Linked DNA regions of Pan troglodytes: region 1 is linked to region 2. The links are chromatin contacts, called in public Hi-C maps. All regions are on one chromosome and are shown on one strand. The core of a region is the stretch at or near the end of the contact, and the rest is flanking DNA. Distances in the headings are between cores, read along the strand shown.

What was found. Hi-C and Micro-C count contacts between places; a contact is called where the count stands out from the background.
Region 1: a Hi-C map of induced pluripotent stem cells shows a contact between it and region 2, with 1.4 times the contacts expected there. The contact joins two enhancer-like sites. A contact is called at or near these places in 3 of 7 Hi-C or Micro-C datasets (blood, induced pluripotent stem cells and stem cell-derived neural progenitor cells) and 1 of 1 datasets of contacts at active chromatin or transcription factors (stem cell-derived excitatory neurons).

What each region holds. Positions count from the first base shown.
Region 1 is chr21:15,609,244-15,615,824 of NHGRI_mPanTro3-v2.0_pri, forward strand. No RefSeq gene overlaps it. Among named protein-coding and RNA genes, the nearest start is that of PLCB4, 200 kb to the right of the region's middle. Within about 2 kb of position 4,733, at least 20 of the 24 cell types and tissues checked have an H3K27ac peak or open chromatin away from gene starts, as enhancers often do. A contact at or near this core is called in induced pluripotent stem cells, where this site is marked.
Region 2 is chr21:15,396,451-15,402,823 of NHGRI_mPanTro3-v2.0_pri, forward strand. The region is part of intron 32 of PLCB1 (phospholipase C beta 1); the gene reads left to right. Among named protein-coding and RNA genes, the nearest start is that of PLCB4, 410 kb to the right of the region's middle. Within about 2 kb of position 3,266, at least 6 of the 24 cell types and tissues checked have an H3K27ac peak or open chromatin away from gene starts, as enhancers often do. A contact at or near this core is called in induced pluripotent stem cells, where this site is marked.

The DNA of each region.
Region 1 (6,581 bases), core at 3,483-5,982, 210 kb after region 2:
CTAGCCAGAGAAGCAGCCACAGTGAACCAAGAGAAGGCCATAATGGCTATAGGTCAAAGGTAGAGACACTGGCCTTTTCTTCTTGCTGCCCAACATGCTGGCGGAACTAGGCCTTGAAGGGCAAATGGCAGGGTTGGGGAGGGTGGCTGGGGAAGGGCAGCGGGTAGGAAAATGTTTAAATGCCAGATCCTATGCCACTAACCTTCCACTTCAAGAATTAAGGCACCTAGTAGGGCCTGCAATGGGACAGGGAGAAGACAGAAGACTGAATTTAAGTTGAGTTTGAAGGTGAAGGTTTAACCTGATGATATGGTTTGGCTGTGTCCCCACCCAAATCTCATCTTGAATTGTAGTTCCCACAATTCCCACATGTTGTGATAGGGACCCGGTGGGAGGTAATTGAATCACGGGGATGGGTCTTTCCTGTACTGTTCGCCTGATAGTGAATAAGTCTCACGAAATCTGATGGTTTTATAAAGGGGAGTTCCCCTGCACAAGCTCTTGACTGCCACCATCCATGCAAGATGTGACTTTGCTCTTCCTTGCCTTCTACCATGATTGTGAAGCCTCTGCAGCCATGTGGAACTGTGACTCAATTAAACCTCTTTCCTTTATAAATTACCCAGTCTTGGGTATGTCTTTATCAGCAGCATGAAACAGACTAATACACTTGGTCTGAGTTTTAATGCTAAAAAGTGATAAACTCTGCCCTAGTGGACCCACTGCTATATCCTTAGAATAGGCTGCTTTTCCTACCCTCCCTCCTATAGGCATTCTTAATGCACATCTTCCTAAACCATCAATCAGATCATGTCATGACCCTGTTTAACATCTTCCAATGGGTTCATGACACACCCAGACTAAAGTCCAAAGTCGTTTCTGTGACCTTACATGGTCTGGCCCCCTGCTGCCTCTGTGACCCCACTTCTGCTCACTCCATGTCTTGCTCTGCCACTCTGGCCTCCTTTCATCCCTTGGACATGCCAAGCATATTCTCATCTGAGAGCCTTTGCTGGTCTCGCTGCTGGAAACACTGTTCTCTAGATATTAACATCTCTCATTCAGCTTCCACTCAAATGGCCTTAGAGTGGCCATCTCTGACCCCTATCTAAAACAGCTGCCTCTCTACCTCATCTCAGGGAGCCTTCTTTTCACCATGGTTCTTAGTAACATTGAGTAAAACTACTCAATGTTTTACATATATATATATATAGAGAGAGAAAGAGACAGAGAGATTATATATATATTTACTTATATAGGTTATAAAACACTACTTAGCACTACTCAATGTTTTATATATATATATATATATATATATATATATATATATTTTTTTTTTTTTTTTTTTTTTTTTTTTGAGACAGGGTCTCACTCTGTTGCCCAAGCTGGAGTGCAGTGGACATGACCTTGGCTCACTGCAGCCTCCACCTCCCAGATTCAAGTGGTTCTCCCACCTGAGCCTCCTGAGTAGCTGGACTATGGGCACATGCCACCATACCCAGCTAATTTTTGTATTTTTTGGTAGAGTTGGGGTTTTGCCATGTTGGCCAGGCTGGTCTCGAACTCCTGACCTCAAGTGATTTGCCCACCTTGGCCTCCCAAAGTGCTGGGATTATAGGCATGAACCACCACACTCGGCCCAATGTTATATATTTTTAATATGCTATTGTCTATCTCCTGTGATAGTATCTAAGTTTCTTAGGGGCAATTATTTTTGTCTCTTGCTTATTTTAGTATCCTGGCCAAAGAGTAGTGCCTGGCACATAGAAGGTTTCAAAAAATTTGTTCAATGGGCCAGGCACAAACCTGTAATCCAAGCTCAATCCTTTGGCTCAAACCTGTAATCCGAGTACTTTGGGAGGCTGAGGCAAGAGGATCATGTGAACCCAGGAGTTCACAACCAGCCTAGGCAACATAGTGAGACTCTGTCTCTACAAAAAAATAAAATAAAAAAATTTACCAAAGTGTGGTAGCGCACGCTTGTAGTCCAAGCTACTGGGAGTGCTGAGGTGGGAGGATCACTTGAGTCCCTGGGTTTGAGGTTGCGGTGATGATGCCACTGCACTCCATCCTCGGCAACAGAGTGAGACCCTGTCTCAAAAAAAAAAAAAATTGAATGAATGACCATCTAATACGTCATCAAAGGCAGGGTAAGGGAATTTAGAATTTGGATTGAATTTAAGATTTAGAGAAAAAAATTATTTAATGTTTATACCTGAGTTGAGATTCCTTAATAAACACATTATTAGATTGAAGACTTAACAGTAACAACAAAGATTACTGTGACTTGGTTTACCAATATATAAAATGAAAGATAGGCTTAATCTACACAACTTTGAACTCTAAGGCAGGAGGGCTAGTTTTATGGAATCTGATGTGTGTGGTAGATTTTAAAAACAAAATACTACTCTATTTTGTGTCTCCTTTTATCAAAATTGAAGTTGATTTCTCCATGTTTTGAATCTGGGCATGGCCATGTGGCTTGCTTTGGCCAGTAGAACATTAGCAAGCAGAGGTATAAAATGCTATTTTAAATTGGGGCTTTCCTTCTTTTGCTGCTGGGAACTAGGAACTCACCATACGAAGAAGCCATATGGGAATACCCTGTCATCCTTGCCATCCGGATGAGGCTCCAAGCTCCGCATGTCTGCAGCTGCATGAGTAGGCCCAGGAGAACAACACTGCTCAGCTGATTTTAGCTCCAGTTACTGATTCACAGAATTGTGAGCTAATGAATAATTGTTGCTTTAGGCTACTATGTGTTGGTGTGGTTTGTTACACACTAAAGGCTAACTGATATAGTATGTTTGGGCATTATCTACTAATATTATGTTCTATTGTTAAAAACTGTCAAGACTCACAGCTTCAGCTCATCTGTCTGTGAGTGATACCTGGGGAATAGAGGAAAATACACAGGAAGCCCTGGAGAACTGGGTTTGAGCCTAGTGATGCTACTTCTTGGCCCTGTGACCTGGGGGCAAATTACTTAACCTTTTTGAACCTTGGTTTTCTTATACATATAAAAAAAAGAACAGGCCTAAAATACTGCCCTAACCTCTTGCAACTAAAATTCTATCTAAAGACAGCAACATCAGCATGGTGTGGGAACTTGTTAGAAATGCAGAATCTCTGATCCCACCCCAGATCTGCTGAATCAAAATCTGGAGTTTAACAAGATCCCCAGGCAACTTGTATGCCCATTACACACTGCCTTATCATGCTGGAATCACTCAAAATCACCAGATCCCTTTTTTTTTTCTTTGAGACGGAGTTTTGCTTTTGTTGCCCAGCGTGGAGTGCAGTGGGGCTATCTCAGCTCACTGCAACCTCCGCCTCCCGTGTTCAAGAGATTCTCCTGCCTCAGCCTCCTGAATAGCTGGGATTACAAGTGCCCACCACCACGACCGGCTAATTTTTTTTTTTTTTTTTTGTATTTTTAGTAGAGACGAGGTTTCACCATGTTGGCCAAGCTGGTCTCGAACGCCTGACCTCAGATGATCCACCCGCCTTGGCCTCCCAAAGTGCTGGGATTACAGGCGTGAGCCACTGCGCCCAGCCAAAATCACCACATCTTTAATATCCCTAACAGTGAAGAGCCACCAGCCTTTCCCTGGGATCTATCTTTCCTTTCCAATCTTGCGGGGAAACTTGGTCTGGGATATTTTTCTTGGCTTCTTCACAGGCAGACAGCTTCAGCTGCTGAGGAGCTTTTTTTCCAGGCTCAGCTAAAATTACAGCTTAGTAGTTGAGCTGGGGAGTGGTCAGTGGGGCCTCAGGTTCCTCTTGCTTAAGGATGCCCAGTTGGTTAAACTTTTGATGATTATTCCCCCCATCTCTTAGCCCTGCCTGGAAATGGCCAGGATGTGCCAGGGGAATGAGCCTTTTGCATCTACAACTGCCCCTGCCCATCAGAGCCTGGACTATTGTTTGCACACACATTCCCCCTCCATTTCTTACACTTCACGCCCCGTCTGGCCCTTTCTTTCCTCCTGGCCAGCCGGACCGGCTCAGGCGGCTGAGCATGCCTAGTGCAGCTGCGAGCATGGCCCCAGTCCCCAATGCGCAGGTGCCACGTCTCCGGGTTTTGGTGGCCGCCGGCCGGGAGAAGGAGGAGGCGGAGTGGGGAGGAGGGAGCCCTCCGGAGTCCGGGAGCAGCACGTTGTGAGGGTCCACACAAGGGTGATGCCAGACCGAACACCATTAGGGCCTGGGTGTGAGTGTGACTCGGAGGCACCTGGGGGCCGTTGTAGGGCCGGGAAAAGCCAGGAACTGGCTGGAGCAGCACCCCAGCATCCCAGGGACCAAAGTCTGGGGGGTTTGCATGTCTGAGGTTGCACTTGTGGGAAGACTTTTTGGAACCACTTAATCTCCGTGGCTCTGTGTAAGACCCGCGAAATAAAAAGAGGCAGTAGTACTCTTTGGAAGACTGTTTTAGGGATTAAATTAATAAAAAGCGTTTAGAACACTGCAGGACGCATTGTAGGCGTTGTATGGGTTTATGAAACCGAATATAAACAAATAAGCACGTCCCCCACCTAGCCAACGGCTTTGGGGGCCCCGTTCTGGCCAGTCCTGAGCCCCTCCACACGGCCCACGGCGGGCTGCGGGTCTCCCATACGAGGAGGGTGCCGCTCTTCTGCCCCCGCTCCCTGGGTTCTGCGCCCAGCGCCATCCCGTGCGTCCCCGAACCCTGGGCATGGGGCACATGCCGCGGGGAGCCGCCAGGGAGACCCCAGAGGAGCGCGCCGCGGGCCGGCTTCCCCGGATGCCCCACCCACCTCCTCTTGGCGCTGCCCACTACCTGGCTCGGCTGCTCGGCCCCCGGCTCGCGAGGCTGCGCCCCCGACCCAGTCGGCGCCCACTCCTCGCCCTGCGGGCTCGCGGCAACTGGGCGGCCGGCCCGGCCCCTGCCCACCCCCAGCCCAGCCCGGCGCGCCGCACTGGGCATGCTCCGTAGCCTGGGCAGGTTGGGGCTGCGAGGCGACAGCTCGGGCTCTGGAGCCGGGAGGCGAGAACGAGGAGGGAGGCTCGGGGGCAGGGGAGGAGGGAGCGGCTGGCCGCTGAGGGGCGGCGGGGCCCGGAGCGGGGGACGCGCAGGGCCCGGCGGTGGGCGGGCGGGTCGGCGCTGCCCCGTGGGCTCGCTGGGGAGCCACGGCGGAGACCCCCGCCCTCAACTGAGGTAAGGACCGCGCGGCGGGGAGACGGGGAGGCGGGGAGGCCAGGGAGGGGGGGCGGAGGCAGGCGGGAGGGCGGGACTGGGGTGCGCCGGGAGGGGGCTTGGCGGCGGCTCTTTATGGCGAGGAGGGGGTGGTGGCGCCGCGCCGGGAGCAGTAAGTGAGCTGCACCGCCAACAAGATCTCTCACACACAGACACACACACGCACACGCACACACGGGCGCGCACACACACGCGCGTACACACTGGGTCTCCAGGCAGCGGCCGTCGCCGCATCCCCGGCAGCAGCTCCAGGCAAAGTGACAGGTAGGAAAAGGCATTTCGGGTCCCGCCCGAGGATGCTGCCGCCCGCCTTGGCCCTCAGGGCTTGTTTGCTTTCCGCGGGTGCGTCCCGGACGCGCGCGCGCGCGCACCCGGATGCCCAGCGGGGACCCCGTGCAGGTGCCGGGTGCCAGGCGCCCTGTGCGCGCGGGAGGCAGGGGACCCAGACGCCATCCCCCTTCCCCTGTAGTCATCGCCTGCTGGGTTTCCTCAGACTCTCTCCAGACGTTCACCCTCTTCTGGGCTAGAAATAGCTCGGCTCGACGTGTACATGATTATTTTGGTTGGAAATAGTTGGCACCGTGCAACGCATGTAAATGTGTATGCGTGTGGATCTTCTTGCCTCTTCTGGGGAAATCATAGAAATGATTGACCGTTTCCACTTAAAACAACACTGACAGGCTTAGCACTCATTGGGGGCAGGGTTCGGGCCTCCTAAAAGCCTGTTAGTGAAGGAAATCCTTATTTTCAGAATTTTAAAGTTGCTTTTGCTTTAAACAATTAGACTCTGTATAGTACAATACTTCTGAGTGTAGACTTCGTATATGGTACTGAATCGAAGTATGGAAATATGGAATTCTCTAATTTCCAAGTGTGTTTAAGTGCAACTTTATCTAGAATCATAAAACTAGCATTTTCCTAGAGAGAAATACAACTGCCCACTATAGTTTCCATAAATATGGATATATCTGAAAGATGACCCTACTCTTCCAACTTTTTTTCCTCTTAACTTCTGTAGTGATTCTAGCTATTGTTCTAAAACATGTATTTGAAATTTAATTTTGGCCAGAATATTCAGGAAAGGTGTTTTTTTTTCCATATATGTAATACTTAGTGGTCTATATATTTAAGTTATAGGTATGTGGAGATAGCTGTTTAATAATTCTTTTTGTCTGGAAATAATGTTATTCAAACATAGGCAGCTATGTATCATTTTAAAATGATATTGAATTTCCCCTTAAAGAGAAATCAGATTTATAATGTAAACATGACCAGGAAAAGCAACTGGTGACTTTACCTGGGGAGGCTCCAAGGAGGTTAAGAAAGTATCTGAACAACTGTGTTTTTCAGAATAGAAAAATTG
Region 2 (6,373 bases), core at 2,016-4,515:
ATAATGTTTTTTTCTTAGTGTTCTTTCATCTTCTTGTTGAACAGGATGCCAACTTTAAAAATAAGGAGATATCCTTTAAAAATGTTTCCTTGCTTTATTTGAAATGTTCAAAGACCTGGCTCACTGGGGCCATGTTCCAATGGACTTGGCAGCAATTAGCTGGATCTGAGGAGTGGAATCCCCGATTAGATGACCTTGTGTGCTCCCTTTAGCCACAGTCACCATCACTGTTTGTTACCTTATACTCACATACCACCACTGACTACCACCAGTGCTTTTCACTCTTTTTCTTTACCTCTCTTCCTCCTAAAGTCATTTGCATTTAATAACTGCTAATTTCCTGTTATTCAAGGTCCCTAGCAATTTATGATATATGTGTTTGCTTATATAAACTTGCTTCAACAGGCCACAGTAACCTAGGAGATAGTCATTGCTTGAAGATTTATACTGGGCTGCAAAATAACCCTGAGTGTCTACTCAACTTTCAGTTCGAAGTGCCTTATCCTGTATGGTAGTGGGTTACTTTTTGCATGCCAACTCCATCATATGGTAGCAGATGCCTGGGACGTTTTGTTGATAAGGATTCCAAGGCTATCTAGATGGCCTGGAAGTACCACTAAGATTGATTAGTGATGTCTGCCATAGTCACCCCAGCTGCTGCTATCCATCAGAAGTCATCAGCCCTGTGCTTCCATCTCCATTTCTTTTTTTGTTTTTTTGTTTTTTTTCATTTTTTTCATTTTTTTCATTCTGAGTGTCATCATTTAGGAGACTCACACAAAAGTAAGAGAATCTTTCTAGGGAAATGTTCCCTTTTCCTTGCTTGAACTGAAGTTGCAATTTAGAGGCAGTTACCCTTAACCCTGGCATTTTTTTCCCCCAGTACAAGTGTTCATAGAAGCACCACATGTAACAGGCAAAAGCTGGAAACAACCTAAATGTCCGTCAACAGTGGAATGGGTAAATGAAGTGTGGTGTATTCACATACTTTATAGCAATTTTTAAAAACCCAACTACAGCTATCTACAACAACAAAAAAAGAAGCCAGATGCAAAGAACTATAGACTGTATGACTGTTTATATAAAGTTGCAAAACAGAAAAACTAATCTCTGTGTTGACTGACGTCAGAATAGCTGTTACTTCCGGATGGAGGTAGTACTGACTGGGTTGGAGCACGAGGGAAGTTTCTGGGGTGTTGATAATGTTCTGTATCTTGACACAAGTGGTAATTTCATAAATTCTGTAAAAATTTGTCAAGCTGCATACTTTTTATCTGGGCATTTAATTTTTTCCTGAGGCTATCTTATATGGACTAATAACCTACTTTATTTTATTTATATAACTAATTGTCATGAGCATACTATTGGATTTATTTCCTTATGTGCCCAAAGTTCCTTTGATAAATACTTTTTTTTAATTTTGTGATTTTTCAGAAAATTCAATATGCACATGTTTTCATATCATCTGTAAATTCATGCATTCTGTGGAAGTTGTTTTAGAGATGCTTCCACTTTCCAGGTGGTGACACTCACCTGACCTGCCTGACACTCATGTCCCCAATGGTCATGGGGGCTGCCACACTGTAAACTGACATAAGGTAACTTCTGACCACCACTCAGGGGCAGTAACAAAATCAGAGGTCACTTCATGACACCTGGAGCCAGCCAGGGGCTATTGGATGTGATCATTCTGGTATACTGTGCTTCTGTTACCTGTAGGATCTAGCATTGGTGAGGTAAGATGGTTGGTAAATATTATAAGAAAACAATAAACATTACAAACCAGGAAAGAGTTGAGAAAATCGGAGAGCAAACTATGCTTTTGGAGATTTGTGGGGGCCTCTGGCACTTTCCAATCTTAGGATGTAAAAGTGAGCCTTCTCACACTAAGCCAATTAATCCAAGAAGTGAGTGCCTCCTTATTCACTGTGTGCCCCTTGTCTGTGACTGACCCTCTACTGATGTGGCTTCTGTGGACGAAGGAAAGGTTAGAAGAGCAGATTTCCCAGGACCACAGGCCCATCTTAAGGAGGCTGGGATATGGCTAGTGGGAGTTCTGCCTTCCTCCACTTCTTGGGACAGAGGCCCTGATGTCAGTCCTGGAATATCAGGAATAAGGTAACTCAGAGTAGTTTCTGTCATTAGACTCAGACTGGATTGGACAGAATTGGTTTTGCTCAACTCTGTCCTGGAGGATTGTTTTGTGGATGATGAAAAGGAACACTTTGTAACACAGCAATTTTCTTAGGTTCTTCAATTAGGAGTTAGAAAAATGATGGATCTTTCTTTTGGGAGACCAGCAAAAAGATATTGGCTAATGTCAGTAGGTACAATTTAGAAATGACACTTAGTAACCCCAGATGTGGCTGAAATGACAGAATAATTAGGAGGCAGAGATAAAACCTGACAGCAGGAATGAACTGAGACAGCAGCCTATTTTGCAACTTTATATAAACAGTCATACAGTCTATAGTTCTTTGCATCTGGCTTCTTTTTTTGTTGTTGTAGATAGCTGTAGTTGGGTTTTTAAAAATTGCTATAAAGTATGTGAATACACCACACTTCATTTACCCATTCCACTGTTGATGGACATTTAGGTTGTTTCCAGCTTTTGCCTGTTACATGTGGTGCTTCTATGAACACTTGTACTGGGGGGAAAAATGCCAGGGTTAAGGGTAACTGCCTCTAAATTGCAACTTCAGTTCAAGCAAGGAAAAGAGAACATTTCCCTAGAAAGATTCTCTTACTTTTGTGTGAGTCTCCTAAATGATGACACTCAGAATAAGACGCTTTCTTCTCCTTCCACAGTCCCCTGTGCTGAGGCATTTTATGTGATTGTGTGTGTAATCTTCAAAGCGTTATTCAACAAAGAAGCGCTGTTCTCCCAAGCTCTAACCATTTACTCGTAATGGGCATATAGTATTTCGAGTGCTGTACTTTACTATTTCACCACTAGAGGGCAAGAGGAGCCCCACAATGCTTGACATTGCCAGATCTGCAGTCAAAATGATTAATCATGAGGCAAAAACAAGAAGCCAGAGGGAAAAAAGGAAGAGCTCACAAAGGCAAAATAAGCATCCATAAACTTAAACTTTCCTGGGTAGGGAAGATCTGAAAAATGTCACCCATGAGCCACTTTCTAACACTCGTTCCATCTTTCTTTTTCCAGTGTGCAAAACTCAATTGCACAGTCCTCAGTTGCTGAAACTACCACCCAACAGGGTGGGACTAGATCAGGCAGACAGATCTCAGAGGGCATTTTTTTTTTTTAGCACTGCCTAGAGCCTTGGTTATTAGGAAGTCGAGAATCTTGCAAAGCTCCCAGGCCTCAGGGGCTCTGAACAAGCAACAGAGAGTTCTGTGATTTCTTCTTCATTCTAAGTAATATTTCTTCCAGTAACACCATGGTGTTTACTAAAATCAAGGCACTAATGAGTAAGGCTACCAGCCCCAACACCTCTCCTTTTTCTCCTGTTCTCCCTGGGTCCAGGCCCTTCTACCTGCCACAAACTTAATCAAGATTACAGAATGGAGATGTGTTGTTTTTTGCAAGGGGAGGGGAGTAGGGAAATTAATTACGAAGCCAAGTTGCTGTTAAACTATTTATAATAAATTTCTACTGGAAAAGGACCTTTGGCTGACAATCGTTTTCTTCTGCCTCGGCATGACCAAATACAGTAAGAATTCAAAAGGAGAACTGAAAAGCGAGGAAGAGCCCACAGCTGGAGCAGTCTGTTTTCACGTCTCCACGCTGGCGAACGACAAACTCGGCAAGGAGCCTCCTGTGTATTTCCTGTCCTCGTTATCTCAGTTCTTGCTCTGAAGGGCTAAGAAGCCTTCACCGTTAGCCAAGACTCCTTCGTGCTTCAGCTTAATTTTCCTTGCATAATTTTAAATACAGATCATGTCTACAGTACAGCAATTAATGGATAGCCTAAAGACTTATTATTTCAAACTAATTGATATGTAGGAAAAGTTTAAATAACATAACGGAGAGGGGAAATTTTAAACGATGTATGCACAATGAATTTAAAATTTCTCTCTGTTGCAGATGGTAGCAAAAACATATGATTAATAGGGGGATGTGATCAAAATGTAGAACTAACTTGGAAATCTTTCTCTTTTTGATATCCTTGAGCATATGATTGGAAGGAAGAAAGATTCTGACATTTCAGAAATGGGGTAAGGGGTGCAGGGGAGAGCAGATTCTTCCCCCCAACTCACCCGCACCAATTCTAGGGAGTTATCTCACAAGATAAAAGAACACCTGAGTATATTTTGAGTTGTGCTGTTAGGTAAGAAATAAGAAATGGGAGGAGGATGCCATTATTTCCGTTCTAACTCTTTGGCCAAATCCCCCTCTTGAGATAAACTTGAGAGAGAAGTCTACAAAGACCAAGTTCACCCAGCTGCAGCAGAACCTGTTCCAAGTCACCAGCACTCCCAGACCCAGGATTCCCTCCAAATCCTAAGAAATGTGCTGTGATTAATCACCTCACTGACACACAAAAAAACAAAAGTCTTTCTAATTTCCCCATTCACATTCCAGCAAGTTTAATAGGAAAGTTTAGAAAACTCATCTGAAGAAAGAATACTCTTCAAATGGGAGAGAGCAGGAACATTTTGTTCTAAGAAGGGATTGAGACCTAATGATGCCAGACAACATTTTAAATATCAGAACACAGCATTTGTAAGAAAATAGAATTTGCTTCAACCATAAACCATAAGGGGGGAAAACTACCTTTAAAATGTATTTTCTTCATATCAAATTCATGTCATAAGAATATCTGAATGACTTCTGGCCAAGTCACTTAAATTTTGTGGTCTTCAGTCTTTTTGGTCTTCTCAAATGTAAAATTTGCCACAGACTGGTTATTTTTTAGAACCCTTTCTTCCCTTCTGTTCTCCTACTTTATTTAGGTAGCTCTACACACAGATTTTGAAAATTGGATGAACAACCTCCTTCTCATTGGTCCATGCAAGACCATATTACTGTATTTATAATGTAATACACACCCATATACACCACAAAAACTACAATACTGGTTTCTCCCCCCTCTGGTACCCTGGCCTTTCATTCTCCACCCTCTGCCCTTCAAGGCAACAATGAATCTGAAACGTGTGCATGTATATATTCCTGTTCTTTTATATTTACATGGTTATAGATATACATGTGCATATATATCATGCATGTGTATTCCTATAACACTTTATTTTTTTATCTTATTTGTTTTAACTTCATAAAAATAGTATCATATGGAGTATCATATTGAAATATGATAATGTAAGTTAAAGGACCATACTGAACCTACACTGTATAAAATTTGGGGGAGCCTACAATTTTTCACTTAAAAATATGTTGCTTACTTTGGGAGGCTGAAGCTGGTGAATCACTTGAGGCCAGGAGTTCGAGACCAGCCTGGCCAACATGATAAAACCCTGTCTATACTAAAAATACAAAAATTAGCTGGGCGTGGGGGCACACGCCTGTAGTTCCCAGCTACTGGGGAGGCTGAGGCATGAGAATTGCTTCAGCCAGGGAGGTGGAGTTTACAGTGAGCCGAGATCACACCACTGCACTCCAGCCTGGGCAACAGAGCAAGACTATGTCTCAAAAAAATAAATAAATAAAAAGAGCCAGACACAAAAAAGTATATACATTATTATTCAGTGTATATGAAGAGTTAGAAAATATGCTATCTTGGGTAGGGGACAGGATGGCTAGTGATTGGAAGGTGGCAGGTAGAGGTCTTATGGAGTGCTGGTATTGATCTGAGTGCTAGTTAAATGGGTGTGTTCACTTTGTGGAAGAAAATCCTAAGTCCATGAATTTGTTGTTGTCAGTTAGCTATTGCTGTATAACAAATTCCACCACAAAACTCAGTGGCCTAAAACAATAAGCATTTATTATTATCCACAAGCTGGTGAGCTGGGAAGTTCTTCTGGTCTTAGTTGTTCTCACTTATGTGTCTGGAGTCAACTGAGCATGAGGTGGACAGCTCTGCTGGTGATACTGGTTGGACCCGCTTTCATGTTTGAGGGTCACTTGGATGTAGGTTGGTCTAATATGGCCTCTGCTAGAACGACTGGATCTCTCCACTTAGTCTCTAATCTGTGAACAGGCACGCCCAGGCTTGTTCACTTGCTGGTGGCAGGGTTTCAATAGCAAGAGTAGAGGCACATGTTGCCCTCTGAGAACAACTCAGCACTGCAACAGTATCACTTTTATCATATCCTATTGACAAAACAAGTCACAAAAGAGGAGTGAAGAATGGTGGGTTTTTGAAAACTCAATCTACCACACTTCTCTTATATGAACTTCTCTCTGTGTACTAATGAAAAAAATCTAAATAAAGTATATCTATGTATAAGG